Regions from separate parts of the Gossypium hirsutum genome. Here all the other regions are linked to region 3. A link is a contact called in public Hi-C data. All regions are on one chromosome and are shown on one strand. The core of a region is the stretch at or near the end of the contact, and the rest is flanking DNA. Distances in the headings are between cores, read along the strand shown.

Region 1 (4,631 bases), core at 1,190-3,689, 280 kb before region 3:
TTGCGGTATACTAAATTAAAGTAAGGACTAAATCGTAAAGATGTAAAAAAATTTTGAGGTTTAAGTACAATTATTCAAAATTAAGGGTTTGAAGCATAAATATGAGCAAATTGAAGGATCAAAAGTGAAAATAACCCAATTTTTTATGACATGAAATTGGCATGCAGAGACCAAATTGAATAAGTGGAGAAATATAAGGGACTAAATTGTAATTTTATCAAATTAAGTGATGATTCTAGTAAATAATTGTGAAGGATGTTGAAGGGTAAAATAGTCATTTCTCAATTAAGATATTATCATAAAACATCAAGATTATTATGGATATTGGTGTTGTATTTTATTTGGTTGAAATATTTTTTTATTATTTTATTTTTAGATATTTTTATTAATTAATTAATAGTTAAGGAATTGGAAAAGTTGAAAAGAAAACATTGTTCATCTTTTCAATTATTCACATAGCACCATCCATGATAAGGAGAAAATTTGTTTTCTTTACACTTTGGTCATTTCATAAAAAGTCCACCATTTTCACCTAGAACTCAAACGAATTTCCATAACCATCAAGAAAGAAAAATGATAAGAAGACTATGGAGAGTAAGAATGTCAATTTAGATTCAAGAATATAGAAGTTGGAGGAGAGAGAAAGTAAGCTAAAGCTTGATTCCAAGAAAACAAGGTATGAATGTGAAGGTTTCATATTGTTTTCAAGTTTAATTTTGTTAGAAAAGTATAGAAAAGATGTTAAAGTGAAGATTACTCATGGAATGTTTTATGTTGTGATATGATGTTGAAGAAAGAGATTGAGAAAATGAATCAAGTGATGTGGAAAAATGGAAGAGCAATTAATTCTAAGTTGGAAAAGGTAAGTATCCATGAATGCTCTTGTTATTTAAGGATTAAAATTGTAAACTTGGCGAAGTTTTGTCGTAAATTAGTAAAATAAAGTGTAAAACAATTTAATATGTGAATAAGTTAATTAATGTGTTATGAGATGATGAAACATGCATAAAGTATTGTAAAGGTGAAATTGTGGGAAAATATGGAATTTTTATGATGCCAATGACTAAATTTTCAAACTTGAGAAAATATGTGGATGAAATAATAAAAGTGACATATACAGAAATTGATATGTGAAACAAGATATTGAGATAAATTGTGTGATTAAAGTCTAAGAAGAAAGAAAATTGATTTAATATGATTAATTAGTGAATATTAAACTTTTATGACCAAAAAAAGACTAAATTGAAAAGTTATGAAAGTTTACAAGAAAATATTTGATAAGTGAAGAATGTAGTAAAGAATGCAAAAATACACGATTATTGTAATTCAAATTACAATTGTTCTTTAAGTTGTGGAAAGATAATGATTGAAAATGTGTAAAATTATAGTTAAATTGTGAAATATTATATTGATAAATAGAATGTTTAAGAAAGTGTGATGAAATAGTATATGTATGAAAAGTGAAATTGAGACTAAATTACAAAGAATAGTGAATTTCATGATAAAAAAGACTAAACTGAAATAAGTTTAAAGTATGCAAATTATGTTCTGAAAATGAGAAAATGAAATAGACTCTCATGTGGTTGCCCAAGTAGACAAGATATGAACTAATAGGATATAGATGACATGCCATTAAGGAAAAATTAACACACTCTTTATTCTAATTACGCATTTCGATGTTGTCATGTTCTGACATAGCACTCCGATGCTACTCTGTTCTGTTATTGCACTTCGGTGCATTACTGTATTGTTTTCCTATATCCTATGCCTTTTGTTAAGTCTATGTTGGGCCTCTGTTGAATAATAAAAGATAATGATAAAATAAAAAGTTATGGTAAACAAGTTCTGATGAAAAGTTCCTGTTACACAGTGAGATGACAAGTAAAAAATTATGATAACAATTTCTATTAAATCGTGAAGTGATAATATAGTGAATTAGACTAGTAAAAGTTCTATTCCTATCAATCCATGAAAAGATAAAAGTGGTGAATTATGGTAATAATGAACCCTATAAATACTGAATGATCTGTTCGTTGTTAAAATATAATCTATTGATTATTAAGATATATTCAAGATTTATAATAGTAATCTAATAACTAGGATTCTAGTGGTGTCAAAAAATACGATTTCAAGACTTCGTTTTCATAAATTGAATCCGTAAATATTAAATAGTAATATTTGTAGAGCTAGTGTATTGATGAATTTAAATTTGGATAACTAATTTACATGAAATTATAATTAATTCAGGCATAAAGACTAATTATAAATTCTAATCGTTATAGATTTTTAATTAGGAAATAGATTGAGAACTTAAATTGTTATTAACCAAAGGTTTAAAATGATAAATAAAGTATTTTGAAATAAGGGATTAGTGCGTTATTACGTGAAACCAACCTTTCTCCCACTAAATTATGATTGAAGGACCAAAAAGTTGACCGGAAATGACGTGTCTCAATATCCACCTTAGTTAAAGTTGACCCTTCTGACTTATCTATAAAACCCTTTTTCCATGCATTATCTCCCCCTCCTTCCGCCATGGCAACGCCACCACCACCACTCTTAAAGATCGACCTTTGGGCCATCCGTTCTGGGTACAGCCGGATAATCAAAGCCCACTCCCGCCACTTCCTAGCTCTCTCACTCCTCTTCCTCCTCCCTTTCTCTTTCTTCTTATCCATCTACCCCTTCATCGCCATTGAATCCTACCTCAGCTTCCTTCAGCAAGATCCCTCCATCTTCCCCACTAAAATCTTTATCCTAAATGTCCTTTACACCATCCCCATCTCTATCTTCTCCCTGTTGGCCACCGGTTCCATCACTTATAGCATTTTCCACGGCTTTTACGGTCGACCCATCAAGCTTTTATCCGCTATTAAGGCGGCTTTCACTTCCTTCTTCCCTCTCTTCTCGACTTGCCTTGTAACCCAGCTTATCGTTTCTGGGATCAGTTTGATCCTTGGTTTAGCCTTTTCTGCAGTAGTCATTTTAGGCTTCCAAGTTCATTACCCTTCACCTTATTTTATTTTCCTTTGCCTTGTTTACGTGATTATTCTCTTGTTTATTGTGGTTCATTTACAAGTGAATTGGATATTTGCTTACGTAGTCGTCGTCGTTGAATCAAGCTGGGGGTTTGAACCATTAAAGCGAAGTCGAAATTTAGTTAAAGGAATGAAAGGGGTTGCTTTGAAGATTATACTGCTTTTCGGCTTCGTAATTTCCATTAATACCTGGCGCTCAGTTATGACATACAGGAATTCAGCTGCTGATAAATGGACAAGTTGGTTATTTGTTTTGAATATGGACGTCACTTCCACCTTCTCTATGATGTTAATGTTTTGTAATTTAGCTGCAAATACAGTTTCCTATATATATGCCACGGCTCTACATGGAGAGCTTGCTGAAGATGAGGAATTTGCAGTTAAGTGTTCAAGTTTGGCTGTGGATGATGCGAAAGTTCCTCGCGTTGTTTCAATGGTTTAATGCTTGATGAAAACAGGTAATTCGAGTTCCATTTATGTTCTGTTTTTTGTTTTTGTTTTTTTTTTTTAAGTCTTGCTTTGCATAGATAACATGCTTTCACCGGTGGTGGAAAAACTAACACGTAAGCGATTGAGAAGTAGATAGGAAAAGAAAAAATCAAAACAGAGAAAAATTAGGAGAGAAGGAGAATGAAGAGTTATAATTACATTAATGTGTAATTAAGAGGTTCTTTGACTTTTTATGCTTTTAAAATAAGGAAAACGTAAGCGAAGCAGGAGGCAGTTTACCTAGCTTTTACATCAATGAAGGTAACTTGGGCACAACTCACTTTTGGTTAGTTTTGTTAAACTTTGGTTTCTGGTGACCCCTATCCTCATATTTTTCCTCCCAAAATTTTCATCTCAATAAATTCAAATCCAATTAAAAACGCTAAAAATCAAAAGTAAAAAATTAATTTGTCATTCTCCTATTAGAAAAGAATAATGATAACGTAGAATCACAATTTCATATAACCCCTTCTCCTCCTGCCAAGTTTTAAATGTGGTAGGTCACAACCAACCCATCAATTAGTTTCTTTTTTTTTTTTTGTAATTAAAGTGATGCTGATAGGCTTTGACATAGTATCCATAAAAAAATATTTTTTCATATTTTTTCAATTTATTTTAATTGATACAAAATTTTAAAAATAAATTTACCAGTGCTGTCTGGCACACCAGAGACATCAATTAAAAAATATTTTTTGTTTTTTTTGCACTATGAATACTCATATTTTCACGAGTATTTCAAATACATATGAGTGTCGTTTGCCATAATGCAACAACAATTTTTTTTCCAAATATGATGATTGAGAGGAAAAATGGGTGGTGCTGCTTAACACTTAATCAGCACCAACAGTAGTCGTAGCAAACACGTCATTTTTGTATATAATTTTTCCTCCAAGTTATTTTCATAATTAATTAATTTTTTAGGGTTATTTAAAAAAGTTGAAAAAGTTAGTATATGATTCTATGTGAAATTAAATGTCAATGAACTAAAATGAATAAATGAAATAATACATTATATGGTTATGGTATGATGAGGGGTCGAGGAACAGTTGGGAATAGGGTTGGTGAATGAGGGTTACGGCAGGTGAAAGGGATACAGGAGTTCTA
Region 2 (4,736 bases), core at 1,099-3,598, 350 kb before region 3:
TCTTTCCTTGCATTCTTCTCTCTCCATATGGCCATTTAGTTTAAAATTCAATTTTTAGAGATTCCAAAGTGATGTAGAAAGTGCAATCAATGATCCCTATAAACAGAAGCTCAAGTTATGAGAAATTGCAGTCAAACCAACCCTTGGAAAATGGCATTTAAAGAATATGAAGCATTCAATCCATCTTTGTATCTTCAAAGTCAGTTCATTTGAGATAAAACTTAAAAGTTTAAAAAAAAAAAAACCATTTCCCGGAACATTCTCAATATCTATCTTCTGATTAATCAGTACTCCAAGCTCTACATTTTACTATTTATTAAGCACGTCGAACAAGAATATAAATGCAAGTACAAGGATAGTAAAAAAAAAAAGGAACATGAAAAGGTCCAACAATTTGATATGGAACCCTTTGGATAATTGATGAATAGTTCTATGCAGCTTATATTCAATCAAATTATTGTATTAACTTTGTTTTTATTCCATGGCTAGTAGTAGATCACAAGAAATTTTATGCACCTGAACCATGTATGTCTATGGAAGAGTTGGAGAATCATCTTCAGCATAGTATGAGCTGCTAAAACCCATCTTGCTCGAGTTTTTGATGAAACAACAACAAATTCATCTTCATCAGTATTCCCAAGTAATGCTATTTTCTTGTTAGAACTCGATAAATATTAGCTGATAGCATAACAATGGACATAGCAATGGTCATCAACACAAAACAATTTGGCAAAGGTGGTTATGGTGTATCCAATATTGATTGACATTCACCATCCGAGGCTTCCATAGTGTACGATCTGCAACTGAAATAGAAAACCGTACTCATCATGGAATCCATGAGCACCACAAACGAATACATTATTACCAACAGAGGCCCTTCCCAGATCCTAGAAGACCCATCTCCATAACTTAATACTTTTACTCTATGTTCAAACAACCCTTCCACAAATGCTAAACCAATTGTAGATCCAAGAAATATCAAGAGACCAACTTGAGTCTGCCCCTTAATAAGAACACCGGCCCGAAGCATTGCCTGCGGTCCTGAAACTTCCTCCAACACGCAGATTACAATCCCGATATTGCAAACAACAATGGCATACGCGAAGGCAACCGAGAACACTAGCCCCATCATTATCACCGCATACACAATCAAGTCAGGTGCAAAGCCAACAACAGAAAGCAAGCTACATGCCACAACAAGGAAAACAAAGAAAGTGGTCACACAAGCAACAATAACCGTACACATCCACACATATGTGCAAACGAGCCGCCTCCAAAACTTTAGGATTATCGTGAAAAACTTTGAAGCATCGGCCGGTTTCCTCGAGTAAGTACAATCTACACAATAAACCACCGCAGCCTTGGATAACAAAGACAATGTGATGAACAAAGGGAAGCACATTGCGGAGGAAACAGCCGACTCGGCGAACCTTTGTGACGACTGTTTGATGAAAGGCTTCAATGGGAGTCCACAGGTTTTGGCAACTAACAAAAGCCTAACAGTTAATCTCTTCACAATGGAATGATCAACTAACAAATTAGACATAAAGACCAAAGATACAGGGCAAATAAACAAAACTGCAATGATAAAAAAACTGGACGAATTGTACCGTAAAATCCTAACAGTTTCTCTTAAGATCTCTAATGCATTCATCGAATGGAATTGGTGGTTATCATCACTAACATCATAGGATGATTCTAGCTCAAAACTTTCTTCATGGGTTTCCTTAGATCCTTCTTTCTCTAAATGATCTGATCTCATTCGTACGCTACCAGTTTCCATTTTCGTTAATCAAAACCCAGAAAAGATATCGACCCCAGCAGCTAAACAAACACAGGAAATTATATAAAACAGAAGTGTAAATCAGATCTGCAAGAGCTTGACGCACCTTTGTAATCCCCGAGAAGTTCACGAAGAAAACACAGTAAAAGTGAAAAGCATGAAGATTGTGGGATTGGAGGGAAATTCTCGAGTGTTAAAAAAAACAAGTCTTTTATGGAAGAAGAAGAAAAGAAAGATTGGTTATTAGAAAAAAAAAACGTACGAATTTGGATGTTATAGCATTGGCATGGCAAAACAAAGGGTATGTCTGAAGAAGTTAGCTGCCATTTTTTGAGGTGCTATGCCATCGTGCCGGCGTTCGTTAGTCTGTAACGGATTGAAAATGGGCTTTGCTTTTTTATGTTTTGGGGTTTTCAAGATTGGGAAATAGTTGTCAACACTGGACATGGAGGAAATCAGATTCAACAGGTGACTACCATTTTTGGAATTTGCGGCCTAAATCTTTTACAAAATTGGGATTTTCTTTATAAAAACCAATTGGGCTTTTGATTGATTAAACTAGGATAAACTACACTATACTCATTTTAAAATAGAATTTATTTTATTTTAATTATTTTTAAATTTAATTGCCTTAATTAAGATAGGCTCACGTGGTTAACTCATTGAGAGTAATTGAATCTTAGGATCTCTACATATTAAACTTTGATCAAATTAAGAAGATTTTGGTTCCCAGTGCTGCTGACAAAAAGTAAGGCGTCTAAAAGCTGGAAGCTTGACTTGAAGAAGTGTACACCTGCGCAGCTCAAAACTATCCAAGGTGAAGAAGCTTCTTCAACATTGGCACTCACACACACACACGTGCATATCTCATTGCCTGATCTGCTTAATGAAAGCATGGATGAAGTCAAGTAATTGTTATGAGAATGATGATTAATACAGATTTCAGGACATAATTCTTAAGTTCCCTAAACAGAGCTGCGGTGGAGATGGGTACGGTGGGGGAATTTGGGTGGCTTTGACTCTGACTCAGGTGAGGATAAGTGATAGGAGGCTTGAAGATGCTGTATGGAGATGGTGGTTGTTGAGCAGTAGAGAAAAAAAAAAGAGAGAGAGGTCCCAAACAAAAAATAAAATATCACTTTTCTATTATTCAATGGGTTAATTCAATGGGTTAACGTCTCAAGTGAGTAATTCATTAATGGATTATTAAAATTTGTAACGAAAGTGATTAATTCAAATAATAGTGACTAAAATATGAGAGTTTTTTATATAAATAATATAAAAAATTAATTAATTACGAAAATAAATTGGAGGATAAATTATTTATGAAAATATGTTGTTTGTTACAGTACCCGTCGGTGTAGCCTGACACATTGGTGGCACCACCCTCCTTTTTTAGCCAATCATTATGTAATCATATGTTTTAAAGAAAAACATAATCTTTTATTAGTGCCGACACTGTGCCAGGTAACATTGATATGTATTTTTCTAAAATGTCCTTGAAAATACGAGTATATATGGTAAAAAAAAATTGTAATGGAGTCACCAGTTTGTCAGGCGGCACCGGTGAATTTAAAAAAAAACAATGTCAGATAAAAAGCTGAGACAAGAAAAAAATATTTTTTAATGGGTGTCATCAGTGTGTCAAGCAACACCAATGAATTAAAAAAAACAGTGTCAAAAAAAGTTGAGACAGAAAAAAAATATTTTTAATAGGTATCGTCGGTGTATCATGTGACAACACTGATAATTTCAAAATAAATTATTTTTTAATAGGTGCTACCGATGCATCAGACAACGCCACTAATAATTTTTAAAAATATACATTTTTAATAGGTGTCGGTGTGTTTGGCAACACCATTGATAATTTAAAAAAAATTATTTTTTATGAGTGTCGCCAGTGTGTCAGACGACACTTGTACATTTAAAAAAAAGGTTGTTAGGGAAAAAATGAAAATCGAAAAAAAAATTATTAGTGGTGCTACCAACATGTTAGGTGACACCAGTAGTTTCGCGATGCTATCAAGATGTACCAACTAGTATTTATACCCACCCCCACCCCACCAATTCTATTGAAGTTTTGGGTTTCTGTTTAAATATTTTGTTTGAGTTGAAGTTTTTGCTTTCTATTGAAGAGAAGAAGAAAAAAGAGGAAAGATTTATGTTTAGTAGAAAGGGAGAAAACAGAAAAGAAAAGAAGAAATATTTGTGTTTTAGACTTCAAAAATCAAGTTTGAGTTTATAAGGTTAGTTTGTAATTATTTGTATGTAATTATATTTTTCAGTAGGATCTAATATTTTTTTTAAATAAAAGCTATTTTTTATTTTTAATTTATTTTATCCTACATGCCTCAATCATCTGTCGGTAGACCACGAGGGTTTTAGACTTCCCAATACCCGAACAAGTAAACCATTTGAAAATAAAGCAAACTTGTTTGAACAAATTTTCATAAAAAAATTCTTGATGGAAATTTTAAATTTTTTACCTATTTGCAAGTGGGAACACATGTGGTTAGTGACTCACTGATACTAGAAATGACATCTTGTACAATGCCTAGGACTATAGTATTATTAGGCACCCATCTATATCTTGTGTATAGAGCTTTGTCGCTCGAAAACACTTACAATATAATGTTGCTAATACTGCTGAGCCCCAACTGTATGAACAGGTAGCTTGCAAATCAGTCAATAGAGACGAGTATATCATGTGGACTTTACTATTTGCATCCGGCATAAATACCCCTTATCAGTTGCTCAGTTGCAGTATATTCGCTCGAGCAGCGCACATATTCTCCAACTCAGTGGCACTACTCGATAAGGTTTCAAAATTTTCCTTTAACCAAGATTTCAAAATGGTAAACCTAGCTTCACCATCAACGAGCGAGCGTCCAAGCAATTAATAGCAGAATGTCACAGGTTCGAACACTTTACCTAAACCTATGACCGCATCATT
Region 3 (4,638 bases), core at 34-2,533:
GAAGATCCTATTGTCCACAGGCACCTTTCTTCCCTCTATGACACTCTACTGGAGCAGAATCTCTGCAGATTGATTGAGCCATTCTCAAGGGTTGAGATCGCTCATATTGCCGAACTCATTGAACTGCCTGTAGACCATGTGGAGAAGAAACTTTCTCAGATGATTTTAGATAAGAAGTTTGCAGGGACTCTGGATCAGGGTGCCGGATGTCTTGTTATATTTGACGATCCCAAGACCGATGCCATCTACCCCACAACATTGGAAACCATCTCCAACATTGGCAAGGTCGTAGACAGCCTCTATGTCAGGTCTGCTAAGATAATGGCGTAGGGTGTGATACCTAGGAATGGTTATATTATTAATCACTCTGCTTCGAGCCCGGGGAGAAAGTATGTTTGCGGACTGACATGTTTCAATGTTTCGGTTTTAATGGTGTATTGCGGAAGAACATTGGACTCAAATATGTGGTGTATTGCCTGATATGTTTCTAAAACTTTTTCTAAGTTGTCTTTCTTTGAATTTAGCTTGTTCACTTTATTTGGCAACATTAATTCTTTAATAGAATCACATCTTTTTAGGGATAAGTGGAACCAACTTTCTCATGACTTTGGAATTATATTCTCATCTAAACTTGGTTTTATCGGACAAGAAAAATAGGTATAGTTCAAAATTATCATTTTTGATACAATGATTAGAATTATTTATGATCCCTTTTTAACTTTTAAATAGGAAGATAAACGGGTTTCAGTGAGCTCGAATTCACATATTAATTTATCAATCAAGTTTTTTTCCTTAATAATTGTCGATTTAACTATTAAATGCAATTTGAATTTCATACAAAGTAAATTTTAAACTTTTGATTGAATATGTTAAAAAAGAAGATAGTAGTTAGCATTAATAAATTTGAAGGCATGTTAAATTTGAACTTTACATGTGAAAAATATACATGTATTTACAATTTGATTTGTGTCTTAGAGATGCTTTAATACAATAAGCTAAGGACTACACTAACAAATATTTTAAAGTTCGAGAACTGATTAAAAATTAAACCATAATTTCGAGACTGTATAGTGTAACTAATCCTTCTTTCTATTCAACTCATTTTGATTGTCCTGAAATGATTTTTGTTTCCTTATTTTTCATATAGATTTTTTATATACAACAAAATTATAACAGCAACAAAAATATTTTTTATTAAAATATTTTTTGAAGAAATTATGGAGATAATATGGTCCCTAATATCATATTAAATAATATGACCCTCCAGTATTTTATCCGAACAATATGTGACTGCAATTTATGATCATAGGCACAGCTTCTAATTTTAGTATGGAAAACTGAAAAATAGATCGGTCCACTCCAAAAGAAGAAGTTTTATTATTATTTTATTATTTTTACATTGACTCCGCCCAAACCGCACCAGAAAATATAAGCCACACAAAAAAACAAAAAAACAAACAAACAAACATTTCCGATCCGGAAAAAAGTTAGATCGTTGACCATGAACTCCGGCACATCCGACGGAGAATTGGCGGCGCGTGGATCGAGCGGGAGGGTGTGCTCCACATCGTCAGCAGACAAGAAAAAAGAGAAGGCAAGAGTGAGCCGCACGTCGATGATACTGTGGCATGCCCACCAAAACGACGCCGGCGCTGTCCGCAAGCTTCTCGAGGAAGATCGAGCTTTGGTCAACGCTAGAGATTACGACAGCCGTACGCCTCTCCACGTTGCTTCGCTCCACGGCTGGATCGACGTCGCCAAGTGCCTCCTTGAATATGGTGCCGATGTCAACTCCCAAGATCGCTGGAAGAATACGGTGCCGCTTTAAAGGCTTTCTTTCGTTTTCAATGTTCTAATATGGATTTAACCTGAATTTTTTTGATTTGATTTTTGTTCGCTTGATGATGATAGCCTTTAGCTGATGCAGAAGGAGCTAAAAAACATAATATGATTGAACTATTGAAGTCAAATGGTGGATTATCTTACGTAAGTTCAGAATTTTGTTTTGCAGTTTTCCATTAGAGTATTTTGCGAACTATTTTCTTTTGATATTTAGTCTAAAGTTAAAGGACTACTCAAAATACATGCTCTCTTAATCGCATTATTCGTTGTAATAAACCTTGATCGTGTGATGAATGATTATTTGCGGGGAATGACACTTTGATTTTATGCGACTACTCTGACTGTATCCAGTTTATGTTTCATTTTGGTCCACATTTATACATTTCATACTTGGTTCTAAGACTGAGGACCTATATATTGTGGCTGACTTGATGGTTGATATTATGGATTGTTTTATTTTTAAGAATTATTATCTTTTGAATGCCTGGAAGGACATCATATTGGATGTGGCTGTTTGGTCAGAACGTTGTTTAAAGTGATTCATATCCATTGATCTGATAACTTTTATTTTTGTTTTAAGTAATTCATGAACAGTTTCCTTAAAAAGTGAAATGGACCCTGCTTTTGGCTCTTAATAGTGCTTGTTAATTCTCTCTTATTATCTGATTGATTTTTGAGCTAGTAGAAATACTTGTAATTAAGACCTTGTTAGTTTTGCATTCTAACTTCTCTTGTGAGTTTTAAGTTAAAATTCTATTTGTTGCAGGGCCAAAGTGGAAGCCACTTTGAACCAAAGCCGGTTCTGCCCCCTCTACCAAACAAGTGTGACTGGGAAGTTGACCCTTCTGAGCTGGACTTCTCTAGTTCAAATATCATAGGAAAGGTGTGATTTCAATTTCTTACTATTTCTAACTTGCGGAGCAGAACAAAGCCCGCTTGCATGCATGCGAATTGCTTTTTTAGTGTAAAACGATTTTGAGAAAAACTGGTTGTTTTATTTTTGCATGATGCATCTACCTTGGTTTTTGGCTTTGCTTGGTAAAGAGGATGGAGAATGAGAAACCTAGAAATTTTTATCTAATTGTTAGGTTTCATAACCACTTCTAAACTTTGTAGCTTAAGCATTGGAATAAAACTTTTTCCTTCCTCCTTGTGATCCTCCCAACCAAGCAAAGCCATAATTCTTATCATAACTAAGACTAATGTCTTCTATCATTTTTGGTGTCTGAAGTGCCTGTGATTCTTAGATAAATCAGAGGGTTTATCATGGATGTAGACATGTGGTGTGTGGCAAGAAAGGAAATAATAAAGACCTTATGACTAGCATAATTGTAATCTTCTCCATTGAAAGATACTAACCATTTGATGAAATCAAGATTTACTATGTCTGAATTTGACAATCATCATGGACATTTACATCAAAATTGGCCCTTATCATGAAGTGGTCTTTAGAAGTATGATATCATCTCCCTATACACAGAGATGGCTGAATGTATATGTCCTTTTCTGCTTAGTAGAAAGATTGATTACTATAAAAGCTCATACCTGAGATTATGTTTTTTGGGCTAATGTAAGTTTGAACTAGCTATCAAACTTCTTCAAATGGTTTAGATTGTTGGCGTGTCTCTCTGATGTGTAAGTTCCATTTGCCAGTTTCAAACTTGAGTTCATATGTAAGCTCCGTAATTTCTGGTTGTAAGCAAGTCAGCATGCAAGTATCTGGAATATGTGCTTTCTCTAATTATATCTCATATTGCCAGGGGTCATTTGGTGAGATTTTAAAAGCCAGTTGGCGAGGAACACCTGTAGCTGTCAAACGCATTCTTCCATCACTTTCAGATGATAGATTGGTTATGTAAGCCCACGATGTTTTGAATGTATCTCTATAGTTTGCATCCAAAGCTCTTTCCCATAAAAGTTTCCTTCTTTGGTTTGTGTCCTATGCTGAAAAGGTGAATATGTTCTAATTGACAATGAAAAGCAGCCGAAGGAAAAGATAAACCGATTTGAGTTCACAGAAGAAGGCATGAAACATTTTCTTTAGTGACACATGCATCTCCTTCTTGTAATTAGCTTCAATTTTTGAAAGAAACTCCCATATGTGACCAGGTTAATTTGATGCTTCTTGTAGCATGATTAATTTCCTATCTATCCTGATTTTTTACTGAATTAAGAAGGCAACTTGTGTGTTTTCTGCTCTGCTGGTTCAGTCAGGATTTCCGGCATGAAGTGAATTTGCTTGTAAAGCTCCGCCATCCTAATATAGTTCAATTCCTTGGAGCTGTCACTGACAAGAAGCCCCTTATGCTAATTACTGAGTATTTAAAAGGGGTATGTGAATGTATATATGTTTCTCAATCCAGTTTCTCTTTAGAGTTTTGAAACTTTTGCTCTAATTACTCTTTCTTTGATCTATATTATGTTTTATTACAGGGTGATCTTCACCAGTATCTCAAGGAAAAGGGTTCGCTTAGTGCATCAACAGCCGTCAGCTTTGCTTTGGACATTGCGAGGTATATAAGAATGTTTCTAGGCTAAGTTGTATAGTCGGTGCAGCGCTATGTGTCCTGCTCTTGTATCAGAGTAAACCTTGGAGTAAAAGAGTGAGAGAATGCAGAACTGTATCGTAAATCACGTTACTTTTTTAATTAGGATAAAATCATTTGTTTTCTTTGGTTTTTATTTTTCTAACTTCACGTCCTTTTGACTGGGAGTTACTCCGCAGAACATGTGTTGGCTATGTGATAGCATTTAATTTTCTCTCATATGTACGGCTATTTTGCTAATCTGGATTTT

The links. Hi-C and Micro-C count contacts between places; a contact is called where the count stands out from the background.
Region 1: a contact with region 3 is called in a Hi-C map of leaf, with 1.9 times the contacts expected there. The contact joins the promoter of LOC107920744 here to the promoter of LOC107920187 in region 3. A contact is called at or near these places in 2 of 34 Hi-C or Micro-C datasets (both in leaf).
Region 2: a contact with region 3 is called in a Hi-C map of leaf, with 1.9 times the contacts expected there. The contact joins the promoter of LOC107918264 here to the promoter of LOC107920187 in region 3. A contact is called at or near these places in 4 of 34 Hi-C or Micro-C datasets (hypocotyl and leaf).

Annotation. Positions count from the first base shown.
Region 1 is chrD13:15,267,714-15,272,344 of Gossypium_hirsutum_v2.1, reverse strand. It overlaps LOC107920744, which reads left to right and starts at 2,439. Exons shown (of 2, transcript XM_016850589.2): 1 at 2,439-3,496. The coding sequence starts at 2,536. The coding sequence ends at 3,480.
Region 2 is chrD13:15,335,225-15,339,960 of Gossypium_hirsutum_v2.1, reverse strand. It overlaps LOC107918264, which reads right to left and starts at 2,348. Exons shown (of 2, transcript XM_016847787.2): 1 at 2,046-2,348; 2 at 279-1,824. The coding sequence starts at 1,783. The coding sequence ends at 740.
Region 3 is chrD13:14,989,060-14,993,697 of Gossypium_hirsutum_v2.1, reverse strand. It overlaps LOC107920187 (integrin-linked protein kinase 1), which reads left to right and starts at 1,283. Exons shown (of 11, transcript XM_041108774.1): 1 at 1,283-1,816; 2 at 1,912-1,986; 3 at 2,609-2,725; 4 at 3,603-3,697; 5 at 4,053-4,173; 6 at 4,276-4,355. The coding sequence starts at 1,502. LOC107920294 (26S proteasome non-ATPase regulatory subunit 11 homolog) reads left to right here. Exons shown (of 2, transcript XM_016849922.2): 2 at 1-581. The coding sequence ends at 330.